2 separate regions of the Sus scrofa genome follow, and region 1 is linked to region 2. A link is a contact called in public HiChIP or PLAC-seq data. All regions are on one chromosome and are shown on one strand. Each heading gives the region's core, a stretch centred on a gene start, on an enhancer-like site or on the middle of the called end of the contact. The rest is flanking DNA. Distances are from core to core; before and after follow the strand shown. Region 1 has its middle 350 kb from the start of MAFB. Region 2 has its middle 610 kb from the start of MAFB.

What was found. HiChIP or PLAC-seq counts read pairs in DNA pulled down with a chosen protein or histone mark.
Region 1: an H3K27ac HiChIP or PLAC-seq map of skeletal muscle shows a contact between it and region 2. The contact joins two enhancer-like sites. A contact is called at or near these places in 2 of 47 Hi-C or Micro-C datasets (both in skeletal muscle) and 1 of 2 datasets of contacts at active chromatin or transcription factors (skeletal muscle).

What each region holds. Positions count from the first base shown.
Region 1 is chr17:43,062,382-43,065,792 of Sscrofa11.1, reverse strand. No RefSeq gene overlaps it. Among named protein-coding and RNA genes, the nearest start is that of MAFB, 350 kb to the left of the region's middle. Within about 2 kb of position 2,077, at least 3 of the 83 cell types and tissues checked have an H3K27ac peak or open chromatin away from gene starts, as enhancers often do. A contact at or near this core is called in skeletal muscle, where this site is marked.
Region 2 is chr17:42,796,049-42,799,424 of Sscrofa11.1, reverse strand. No RefSeq gene overlaps it. Among named protein-coding and RNA genes, the nearest start is that of MAFB, 610 kb to the left of the region's middle. Within about 2 kb of position 1,769, at least 8 of the 83 cell types and tissues checked have an H3K27ac peak or open chromatin away from gene starts, as enhancers often do. A contact at or near this core is called in skeletal muscle, where this site is marked.

The DNA of each region.
Region 1 (3,411 bases), core at 828-3,327, 270 kb before region 2:
CCTGGCTGGGGAGCAGGGAAGTAAGGTTAGAGCCAGGATTTCTCACACATTCTGGAACAATCCTTCCACAGGCCTGTGTCTTCTCAAAGTCTCCTCGTTTCCCTTGCCAGATCTCTTTAAGGGATATGAGTGTGGCTTCATCTTTAATTGGAGGGCTGATGGTTACTTCCAGGACCTTTTTGGTTCTGACATCTGACAATGGAGAATTTTTCTGTTGTGATGTAGTATGTCTTTCTATGGAGATATTTACTGCTACTTTTGTCTCTTGCAGGGAAGATACAAACGACCTTGTTGATCCCAGCCCCCTGTATCAGTAAATTGCTGCTCACTGGAACTCACTTTTCCCTCCTCACCGTGTGTGTGTCTCTGTTCTGTGTTGCAGAGTGTTGATAATTGTCCCTTCAGGCCTATTTGGTAAATCTATGTCCCCGTGGGTGGGCCTAGTGTCCTCTGAAGAAAGGAGGCACACCCAGTGTTAATCATCTGGGGACCAGGCCATGCTAAGCTGGAAAATTCCATCTTAGGAGGCATGCAAGGGACCTCCCAGTCTCTCCACTTTAGTTTCAGCCTTTGAGGAGACGTGATGTCTTTAGGGTGGTCCAGAGTTTCAGGGGTTCAAGATAGCTTCCTTGATGGGGAGGTGTGAGGGGAAGGAGGAAGAGGCTGGTCTGCTTCGTGCCATACGCCGACCGTGGGGGGCCTCCTTCATCTTGTAAGTGAGCATTTCCAGTTATTTCTTGCCTGCTCATTCCCTTCAGTTGACCTAAGGCCTTTAGAAAAGACTGCTTGGAATCTGAGAAACTTATCTCAAAAACACCTCTGAATTCAGGGAAGGACCTCATCACGTCATTTCAGGGGAGCTGCAAATAGACTTAATGCCTCCCAAGATCAGGTGGAGCAGCAAGGAATGTTCTACTAGAGTTCATGTTTTCAAAACATGACTTGTATTTTTAATTAGTCACCATATACGCCCGCCCATCGTTATCTTCCGCATCTTAAAACACCCTTATAAAGTGATATTATTCTTGTTTCCACTTTGCAGATGAGGGAATCGAACATTTGAGACTGTGTATCCCCACCATCTATTCACATCTGACATCCTCTATTTTCTGCTCTTCTTGGAGGATCTTTGCTGCATAGTCAAAGAGGAAGTTGAATATTTTTGTTACATTTTTGCAACATGCAAAGCACCTTTGCCCGCCTGCCTTCCTCCCTTCCTTCCTTCCTTCCTTCCTCTTTCTTTTTTTTCTCCCTCTCTCCTTCCCTCCCTTTCTTCCTCCCCCTTTCTCCCTTCCTTCTTAATTTTAAGAGCAAGACACTGTGGTCCCCATGGGTTATATGAAATAGATAGAGGAGATGAGACTCAAAATTATGTCAAGTCCAGGACTCTTTCCTCTGGTACTTTATTTTGGCCTAATTCAGAAAACGGCCAGGATGGAAATGCCCAGGATTGGAAACACAGTTTGGCAGCAGAGAGTCAAATATGGAAGGACCCCTCAGCCCCAAAGGGCCATAGCCCTCCTAAATTGGGGCTTTCTGTACATTTTCCAGGCACATGTCTATGCTGGTCTGGATGTGATCATAAGGACGCCTATGGATGTTCAGATGTCTCAGTGTGTCAATTAATAGGCTCTGACAGAGGACCAACACACTGTGGAGAATTGAAACAATTATATGGATACCTTGGTCCCCTCCCTGATTTTTTTTATCAGCTCACAGAAAGCCAAAGGAAGCTTTGATGTTCTTTTTTTTTTTTCTTTTCTTTCTTTTTTTTTTTTTTTTTTTTTTTTTACTGCTTCATGGATCCAGTGATTGTTCTCTTACTCTCTTTCCGCCTCCACAGGCTCCGGTGGACCACAATGCTCTGACAATTCCTGAACACCAAAGTGAGAAGGACATTTGCATCCGAGGACCTTGACTACTTCGAGGGAAGGAATTACCTGCTCAGCATGGTCTCAGAAAGAAGTTCTCTCAGAGGTTGTGTGAGGACAAGCTGAGGAAACATAAGCCATAGCTTCTGGAATCGTAACAATATTCCAAGACAAATGTTCCTCATGGGCTGGGGTTTTTTCCTACATCTGTCATACACTCAGGGTGTGACATGGGGGAATGCACTCCCCGCCCTCAGCCACCAAGCCTCATCTATACAGCGGGGGGTTTAGAGTTCCAAGATCCCGAGTATCATGCCTTGAATGGGGTCAGGTTGGGAATTCAGATACTCAGGCTTGTTGGGAAAGGATGTATCCAGGTGGGGGCAGGGCTTGTGTTGAATTAGATGAGAAAGGGGCGTGGTGATCAGGCTGTGAGCTGGTCTAGAAAGAAAGTCTAAAAAGGTCTGATCTGGAGGCAGTCGCCTAGGAGTGGCAGTCAAGCCAGGTCAGGCTCTGGGCGGACTGCCTGCTTTGGGAAATGGCATGGATGTGTGGGGAGAGGCTGTTAAGGCTGGAACAGGTGTCCAAGCCCAAGCCAAATGGATTGAAGGTCAGGACGGGGCATTAGTTCTAAACAAGGTGCCCGCATGCAAAGCAGACACTGACTGGGTGGTCACAGAGAAACCCGCTCTGCAGGGAACCCTGCGTTTAAGACAGCAAGAGTAAGTCTTGCTGCTTCTCATGGAAAATATAAGGCTGTCTTGGCTGGAGGGTTGGAGATGCTGGACAGACACATTTAGAGCTGAAATACAGTACTTCAATTTTAATAGAAATAAAAAAATAATAACAACCAACACATAAGAAGCACTTTCTCTGTGACACACTGTTCTAAGTTCCTCCCATATGTGAATCCATGGGCAGGCTGATTTTAAAGCTTTTTCCTGTTAATGACTATGTTAGCAACCCCCCCCCCTTTTTTTTTTGGCCAATATCAAACTGTGGTGATATTTGTCCCTTCAATTATGATTATGCCATCCTTGACGAGTCCAGGCAAAAATAGAGAGAATGGGGAGGGACAAATGGAAATTGGTTCAGACTGGAGATTCCCAGGAAATAGGAGCCCTTTCAATGACATTATCAGTATGGATTTCATTGTCAGGCTTTCCTCTTCAAACAGGATCAAAGATTAGCCACACTTGCATTCTTTCCCAGTTAGATGTATCTTTCCAGCAAAGAGTCCATGTCTCCAAGCTGGAGGTGAGTCCAGCCACCATCCTCCAATTTCTCCTACAACTACAAGTATCTATTAGGTTCCTCTAGGTTAGATGTAGGGTGACTGCGACTGTGGAGAAACCCACATGGGACATTAAAAAATGTTGCAAGAGGAGGAGTTCCCATCGTGGCACAGCAGAAACGAATCTAACTAGGAACCATGAGGTTGCAGGTTCATGTTGATTGGACCCCTAGCCTGGGAACCTCCATATGTCTCGGGTGAGGCCCTAAAAAGCGAAATAAATAAATACATAAATACAAATAAATA
Region 2 (3,376 bases), core at 520-3,019:
TAAATTTCCAAGTACCAATTTATTGTCATTGCACAAATTCTAATGTTTTATTATACTTTTGTTATTATACTAGCACTTTTAAGAAAAAGATTCCCAAACCATATCTGACAAGACCTTTTCCTTGAGTATTTATTAAAGTCTTTGCACAGTATCCTATCCCATTTTCATTTAATAGATATGTGACAGTATTTCCAAATTATACTGGGTATATAACTTTAGGAATGTGGGGACACTTCCCATATTACTGAATAACACAAAAATCCCTAGGAAACCAAATGTACTGCAATAAAAAAGGGCACCATATCTAATTATAAATCCTTCCTAGGCAACCAATAGACTACAACAAAATAAAGAAACTGCACTAAAATCTGTTAGCCAATAGGACACGCCTCCTGAGAAAACAGAAGTGAAACACCTCTATGATGTTTAAAACTAGAAAGGATCTTATAGATCACAGAGGAGTATACTTCTTTATACACAGGCAAATTGAGTCTCAGAGAGATTGAAGGACTTTCTAATTTCACAAAATAATTGGTTGGAGACTCAAGACTAAATACTCCCTGTGTAGCTGGAGCTTTGTTATGATTATTTACTTTTTTGCCATATTCCCTCTGCCTTCTTTCCTAATAAATGAGGATCAACAGGTCTGTGCATCTATAGAAATTTAATATATTCCTATCTTAACTAAGCACTTGTAATGCACTGTGAATGTAACTTTTGCTGTTTGAGGTACAACACCAAAGTAGTACAAATTTCTCTTGCCTTCTTCACAATTTCACAAATTGAAGATTCATACTTACCATGTATTAGCAACCTCAGCAGCCTACTTCCTATTTTTTTTTAATTTCCTTATTGAGAACTTTCACCTTTTCTCATAAAGGAAGCACTTTACAGCTTCTCTTTAGCATATCTGAATTGCCAGCATCACGACTCTTGAGCCTTAGAACCATTATATAAAGTAAGGGACACTGAACACAAGCACTGCGATTGCTAACCAAGAATGCTATTAAGTGCTATTAAGGGGTGCGATGTCCTGGACAGAGGGGGTTTCCTGTCCTGGATGGGATGGAGCAGGACAGTGTGAGATTTCATCACCCTACTCAGAAAGGCATGCAACTTAAGACTTATGAATTGTTCATTTCTGAAATATTTCCAGAATGCAGATGACCACAGGTAAATGAGACAAGGGAGGACTACTGGATCTCTTTGATCACATATCCCTCTACCCAGCAGTTACTTCATGACAGTTTAAGAAGTATATCAAAGTAAATTGTGGGCACTAGTATACTTCCTCCTAAATACTTCTGCATGCACCTTATTGGGAAGAGTTTATTATTTGTTTACAATTCTTTTCCTTTCTCATTTAACATTTACATGTAACGGAATACAGAGATCTTAATTAAAGGTACATTTGCTGAGTTTTGCAAATGCATACAAAGAAGTCTCCTGCCCCTTTACAAGGGAACATTTTTAGGATATAACAATTAGGTCAAAGTGGAGCAGGGGTGATTTCTATCATAAAGACCCCAGGGCTAACTCAGTTTCCCCACTACATTTTGTGCTATTAAATCCCTGCAGTTTCTTAGATTTTTCATTTGTGGCATAGAATTTAGTGTTCAGGAGCATGGAGGATAAAGAGCCAAATGGAGACAGAAAAAGCCATGTCATCATTAAAAATAAACAGAGACACAAATATGTCAGAGGACAGAGGTAGGCATTTCATTGTGCAAGTGATTTATGGGGGAAGCTAATTTTAAACAAGCTCAGGCCGCCTGCTGTGGTGCCTTGCAGCCAAACAAACAGTCAAAGCACCCTTTCGACAGCAGCTGAGAGCTGCTGGACTCCTCAAGGAGTAATCTCATTTTCCTGGTGGTGTAAAAGGCATTAAGCGGCTGTTTACTGTCTAAGGAAACCCTGGTTAAGTCACTAAAAGCTGATCCTGCTGAATACCGTAGAGTTACGAGCATCAGGGCTAGAGACAATGGCTTCAGAGTCAAACCCACACAAAACACGGACACATTAAAAACAAATAAAGCAGGGCCTTCCCTGTTTATTCCCAGCTATAAACTTCTTTTCCTTAAATCAGCACCGGGACAGGAGAGAGAGACAGGTCACCCAGGAAATCAGTGCACACTTCTCTGGCCTTGTTATTCGTGTCCGGTTTGTCACAGGGATCGGGTAGGGACTGAGAGTTATGCCAGCGGGGAACCAGCCAGGTCACAGAGAAAGTGGAAACAGGAGAGGCAGGACTGTGGCCTCCTGTGTGGTGGAGACACTGCAGGCTGTATAAGCTGGCCAGTCCAGGATTAGTAGACTCTATTTTTAGATTGGAGGCCTTGGGCAATTAGTTTTCTCTGCCTTCAAGTCTGAGGCCTTTCCAAATGTCAGTGTTGAAAAATGTGTGGTTCAAAAGTCTAATCCTCTGGAAAGTCCTACCTAAGCAGAGGTAGAGGTATGTATGTGGGGTAGGGGCGGGGGGAGCAGAGAGAGATGGGTTGTCAGCAGTAATTTCAATGAATGAAAATTTAATATGGACCCTTAATACCTAAGGTTCAAAAGCCAACTGAAAGGTAAAAGAAGGCTGAGGTGATAGATTAAAGAGAGAATTTCTTTGGGAAAATGTATGGGAGCATTTACCTCTTACCATTCCACGAAGGGGGAGGGGATGTCACCCTCTTGCCTCAAGTCTTGTGAGAGGTGTGGAAGCCCCAACTAGGGAACTAGATGCAGTGAACAGGTTTGATATTCCAAAGGGGTTTCAGTATCCAACAAGGCATGCACACTGACGAGTGAGAACTAACATCAGCTGTGCAAGGGGGGTCTGCTCTGTAGGGCCCAGTTTTAGCAAGTATTGACTCTCGGGTTCCTGGATGGGGGCTGGGAAGGCACCGGCATTGCTTGAGGGTTTGGGGGGTGCTCAGTACCAAGTGTTATAGGAGTACGTCAACCCTCTCACAGTCAGCATGCCCTACTGGCGCACACTAGCTGACTAGCAGACCTGGACAGCAGACAGCTAGGGGCAGTGGTTAGGGTGCGCCTGCAGTGCTATGGAGCACTGGCAACAGTGCTTGGTTCCCACGGAGGAGATGTCAGCCATGGATGCAGGAGAAAGAGAACTGATCTTTATCGCCATCAAGGGACTTTGCCCAAGAAGGCTGCTTGGAAGGGAGACAGGGCAACCTCAGAGAGAATATGCAGTGGAGGAGGAACTCAAACAACAATGCCATCTTTGTGCCATAAACCCTCTTGGCAGTCTGTGTCTACGGATGATCCCTTCGTTGACTTCCATTTTCAAGTGCATAAATTAAATTCATAGAATTTCAAAGGAAACTATATCTAAGCAGAGTAATCAATATATTAAAAAAATTCTTAACAC